2 separate regions of the Sus scrofa genome follow, and region 1 is linked to region 2. The links are chromatin contacts, called in public Hi-C maps. All regions are on one chromosome and are shown on one strand. Each heading gives the region's core, a stretch centred on a gene start, on an enhancer-like site or on the middle of the called end of the contact. The rest is flanking DNA. Distances are from core to core; before and after follow the strand shown. Region 1 has its middle 150 kb from the start of PID1. Region 2 has its middle 110 kb from the start of PID1.

Evidence for each region. A called contact is a pair of places that touch in the nucleus more often than the background predicts.
Region 1: a contact with region 2 is called in a Hi-C map of liver, with 8 times the contacts expected there. The contact joins two enhancer-like sites. A contact is called at or near these places in 8 of 47 Hi-C or Micro-C datasets (embryonic fibroblasts, fibroblasts, liver and 1 more) and 1 of 2 datasets of contacts at active chromatin or transcription factors (skeletal muscle).

The regions. Positions count from the first base shown.
Region 1 is chr15:130,063,442-130,066,175 of Sscrofa11.1, reverse strand. No RefSeq gene overlaps it. Among named protein-coding and RNA genes, the nearest start is that of PID1, 150 kb to the left of the region's middle. Within about 2 kb of position 1,440, at least 4 of the 83 cell types and tissues checked have an H3K27ac peak or open chromatin away from gene starts, as enhancers often do. A contact at or near this core is called in liver, where this site is marked.
Region 2 is chr15:130,327,634-130,330,356 of Sscrofa11.1, reverse strand. No RefSeq gene overlaps it. Among named protein-coding and RNA genes, the nearest start is that of PID1, 110 kb to the right of the region's middle. Within about 2 kb of position 1,421, at least 3 of the 83 cell types and tissues checked have an H3K27ac peak or open chromatin away from gene starts, as enhancers often do. A contact at or near this core is called in liver, where this site is marked.

The DNA.
Region 1 (2,734 bases), core at 191-2,690, 260 kb after region 2:
GGCCTGGAATCCAGCATTCTTTCCATCAGGCCAGATTCCCACTTCTTAGGATAGCAAGTCTGTTGCTTATATGCCTCGCGCCACACATATGGTGGCTTGCCCTGCCACCTGGAAGAAGGGTGCTCCTGGCAAGCACTTAACCTTTTGGGATATCAGGCTTTGATTGCCCACATGTAAAAGAATGGAACTTGATAGAAAATAGATAAACTAGGTTTGAAGTTAGATCATTGGTTCTTCTACACCCACCCTCTGCTCTTCCCAAACTACAATTCCTTGGATATCATTTCCAAACCTAAGCCTTGTATGGCAGAGTATAATATGGAAATTCAACACTAACCATAAGTAGTACTTGTATTTGTTATTATGCATGCTGTACGTGCTAAATTGTGTAACATACAGTGATTTAACTCCCACCTTGACCTAAGGGGAAACACTAATATTTATTTACTCCTAGTCTATACATGGGGAGACTGATACCCAAAAAACTTACCTATCATACCCAAGGTCTCACAGATCCTAAGTGGAAGGGTGAGGATTCGAACCCGGGCAGTCCAGCTGCAGGGTTTGTGCTGATTTAATTTAAAGACAAACGTGCATAGTAGATTTCAGTTTTTACATTTCTTTGTTTACATATTACTCTTTTTCCAAAAGGTTTTGAAGTATCGTATAGAGGAGATGCTATACTACATATAAAATATATGAATAATAAGTGGAAAGGAAAATTGATGAATAAGTTCAATGCCAAAAATTTTTTTAAACACTTGACTAAACATCAGCTTGATACTTGGCTCTAGGAGTCTTTGTGGTGAATGCAAAAAATCCCCAGAAACAAACAAAAAAGAGAAGAAGAGGAAGAAGAACAACAACAACAAAAACAACAACTAAAAAAAACCACTTAGAAACCTCCATCCATCTGAGATAGGGATTGAAAGAACTATTTTTAAGTATCTCCATTGAATGATAGGAATTTCTTATGCATATTTTCAGATTAAGCCCTTTTCAGTTTTATGGTTTGAAAATATTTTCTGCCAGTCTGTAAGCTGAATTTTACTCTGTTGATTATTTTCTTTTTTAGTTTGATGTTTGGTAGTACCAGTTAGTAGTCCCACCTGTGGTCTGTACTTTGAGTTTAATATTCATGAAATCATTGACAAGACTGAAATGTTGGAGATTTTCCCCTGGATTTTCTTCTAGGAGTTTTACAGTTTCAGTTCTTCAAGTCTTTAATCTACTTGGAGCCCATTTTAGTGCATGGCATAAGATAAGGATTTAATTTCATCTTTTTGCATGAGGATATAGAGTTTAACCAATACCATCTGTTGAAGAGAATATCCTTTGACCCTTGTGCATTCTTGGCACTATGTCTGAGACCATTTCCCCTCCTGACCTGCTCTCCAGCCTTGTTTGTAGTGAAGGATTGCATGCATCTGCTCACTTGCTCCCTGGCAGCATCTGGCTTTAGCTGATGGGGAACACTGGCCAAAGATTGGAGGACGTGAGAGGGTGATCTCAGTGTATTAATTCCCTTGGCTTTTTTCCCTGCAGGGTCATCCTGAGCCAAAATAATAAGAAAGAAGTCCCCAAACTCTGTTTTTACGACAATTATTTTTCACACATAAATTTTTTTGGTATTAGATTTCACTTTTGTGTAAGATATGAGGTAGCGATTTGTTTGAATTTTTTCCTATGTGACTACTAGTTGACTCACTAAATCTAGTTCCTTCCTACTGTTTTGAAATGCTATCGGATATACCAGTTTGTTCAATTTCTTTTTTTTTTTTTTTTTTGCATTTTTTTGTGATAGGTTTATTTTCTATTGTTTGCTCTATTACATATAATATTAAATAACTCATTTAATCATCTATTTTATTACACATAATTGATTTATTCCATAATTTGAATGATAGTGAAATTTGTCAATTTGGTTCTTCCTCCTTTCCCTTCAAAATTATCTAATTTTAAATGAATATATTTTTCCTCAGATTTACTTTTATATCTTTAAACATACACTTTTATCTCTATTACTTGATTTCTTGATTTAAAATGCTCTTTTTGACCACACACTATAAATTAATTAGGTAGCAGCATACTAATATAACCTCCATCTCATCTTCTCTCCAACTTCTTCTCTTGGCTTTTATCTAATCATTTTAATTCTGTATTGTTGAGCTTTATTGTGTACAGGTTTTATACACTCACAATTTATTTTTGACAAAGTCCTTTATTCAAAGTCCTTTATTCAAAGCTCACCTTGAATACTTTTTCCTACTATTTTTCTCTTCAAATATATTATTTGCCCAAGGATATTTTTAATCAAGAAATTTCTTCAAGAGCAGGTAAGAGAATTTTATTCCTGAGTTCTAACATGTCCAGAATTTTTGCTACCTTTCTTCTTGAATGGCAGTATATCTTGGTACAAAATTTGCATTTAGTGCTTTCTTTCCTTGAGGACTTTGTGGAGAGCACTCAACTGCTTCTTGCACTGATTCTCTTCTAGACCTGATGTAAGATGAGAGGATGGAGGGTGGCCAACCCGATTTCTTCTCTAATGATCATTGGATTTTTTTTCTTCCTCAGGTTTCTTATTGCAGACAGATAATTTGTACTCAATATCCTTAAACTAAATGTTGACTGTCTATTCCAGTGTTTACCAGGATATAGTGTATGTGGAGACATAATTTCTTTTATTTTGGGAAAATTTCCCTTGAATATATCTTTAAACATTTTCTTCTCT
Region 2 (2,723 bases), core at 172-2,671:
CTTCTTCCCGAAGAGCAGCTCTGCTCCTCTTTACACAAATTTGTCTGTTTTCACTTTTTGCTTCTAGAGCAGGGAGTTGTTGAGGGTGAGGTGGTGAGTGAGCTGCTTGTAATAATATTTTGTTTACATTCCTTGTGGTTATCTTTGTCACCGGCTCTGTTTGCTGTCTGGGGTTCCCCCCCCATTTTTTTGGCCTTCAAGGCACCACCGTATAGAAACATTGGTTTGCTTGATTCCTCAGTGAATGGGACACTTTACATGCCCAGATGCTGTGGCCATGGGGAGGGAGATGGAAAACTTGGTTGATGAGGCCATCACGATGAATCCGGCTCTTTGAGCCGAGTCTGAAGCCCCACCCTCCTTACACAAATCTTTTTATTTATTTTATTTTATTTTATTTTATTTTATTTTATTTTATTTTATTCTATTCTATTCTATTCTATTCTATTCTATTCTATTCTATTCTATTCTATTCTATTCTATTTTATTTTATTTTATTTTATCTTTTTGCCTTTTCTAGGGCCACTCCTGTGGTATATGGAGATTCCCAGGCTAGGGGTCGAATCAGAGCCGTAGCCACAGGCCTACGCCAGAGCCACAACAATGCTGGATCCGAGCCGCGTCTGCGACCTACACCACAGCTCACGGCCGGATCCTTCACCCATTGAGCAAGGCCAGGGATCAAACCTGCAACCTCATAGTTCCTAGTCAGCTTCGTTAACCACTGCGCCACAACGGGAACTCCATAAATTTTTTTAACCTTCTCATACAATCTCCTTAATTTTTTCCTCATCCATTTTTAAGGCATTTAACAGTGAGAGTTTAGATGAGCTTGAATGAAGAAAGTGCTTTAAGAAAGTGTTCCCAGGAGTTCCTGTCATGGCGCAGTGGAAACGAATCCGACTAGGAACCATGAGGTTTCGGGTTCGATCCCTGGCCTCGTTCAGTGGGTTAAGGATCTGGCGTTGGCCATGAGTTGTGGTGTAGGTCGAAGACGCAGCTCGGATCTGGTGTTGCTGTGGCTGTGGCTGTGGCCGGTGGCTACAGCTCTGATTAGACCCTTAGCCTGGGAACCTCCACATGCCACAGGTGCAGCCCTAAAAAGACAAAAAAAAAAAAAAAAAAAAGATTCCCAGAACTTCTTAACAAGACTGAGGAGTCCATCAATTTATTGTAGAAATACCTAGAAACAAAAGAGGTGAGGGAAGTACAGGACCTCTTTCCTTAATTGACTTTATCAGTTCCTATTAGATGAGGCCCATTCAGAGAGTCTGTGGCTCAGGGGATGCAGCTGAACTTTGTTTAGGCTAGACAGTCACCTTCTAATTTGAGTTCAGTAACCTGCCCTCTTGCAGGAAATGGCATCTTTGATCAGGTTGGATTACCGTTATCAAAACCTGCTTCTTTGCCAAACAAAATGATGCTGATATTTTCTGATTTGAGGTTTGACCCAAATCCAGTACAAGCAGAGCGACCTGTTGCCCCGAGCAGGGCTGAGCTGGGTAATTTCTCATTCAGTCACACAAACCGCGGCAAGTTCATCTGCTCCCTTGAATGTTAAAACTTGTTACATCCCACTCGAGCCCTCGCTGGGAGCTTCTGCCATTAAAGATATAATAGGATCAAAAGGAATGTGAGGATTTAAATTACCGCCCTGACTTTTAAAAATGAATAAATATGAATTCTTCCCTTTTTACTTTCTCCTTTGCACAGAGGACTTTTTTTTTTTTTTTTTTTTTTTCCTTAAAGGGACTCGGGAGAATTATAAATTTTTAAAGAAGCAGATTTGAGACCGGCAGGCTCTTTTCGGAAAAGTGAAAGGGGACTTTTCACTTAAAAAAAAAAAAGGCTAAGGTATTGGTTTTTTAAAACAGAGATGAGATTACTTCTGGCCTTGATAGTTTATAATTTGCAAGTGTTGCCTGATTGGGTTGGGCAGATGTGCTGGAAGTGACAGAGTCGTCCATGCGGGAGTGTGGTCTCAGCTCTAAGGAGCCTGCATGCCAGAGTATCTGTCTTTGGTGAGCTACCAATTACATGTTTCTAGAAGCCTGGAAAGGTGGAGAGCAGGAGAAAGACGACTGGAGACTGAGCTTGGTACAAAGGAGGCCAACGCAGTCTTGCCTGGGGTATAGTTATTACAAGGACGGAGTGGAATGTGGTGTAGAGAGGTATAGAAACGATTCCAGAAAATTCTAACCATGGACTCTCCATGTAGCTGTCTTCTCATGAGACAGTCTACAAAGGTTCCAATACTCTGCCTGTTTTCCCTGAGATTAAAATGTCTCCGAGGCAGATCTAGAAAATATAAAAAATACAGTGGTTTTTGGCTTCTCAGTGGGGACCATCTTTTCTCTCTCACTGCTTTTCTGTTTCATTCACATTTTGGCCAGCGGCTGTACAGTAGAACCTTCAGGAGGGTGAAATGAGGAAACCAGATCTTGAAGAACTTTCTCTGGGTTTCTTGTTCAACTTTTGGCTGATAAAAAGTTTGGAATGTCCATTGTGGTGCAGTGGAAATGAATCCGACTAGTATCGAGGCGGGTTCAATCCCTGGCCTCACTCAGTGGGTTAAGGATCTGGTGTTGCCTTGAGCTGTGGTGTAGGTTGCAGACAAAGCTCGGATCCCGCAGTGCTGTGACTGTGGCATAGGCTGGCAGCTGCAGCTTCGATTTACCCCTAGCCTGGGAACTTCCATATGCTGTGGATGCAGCCCTAAAAAG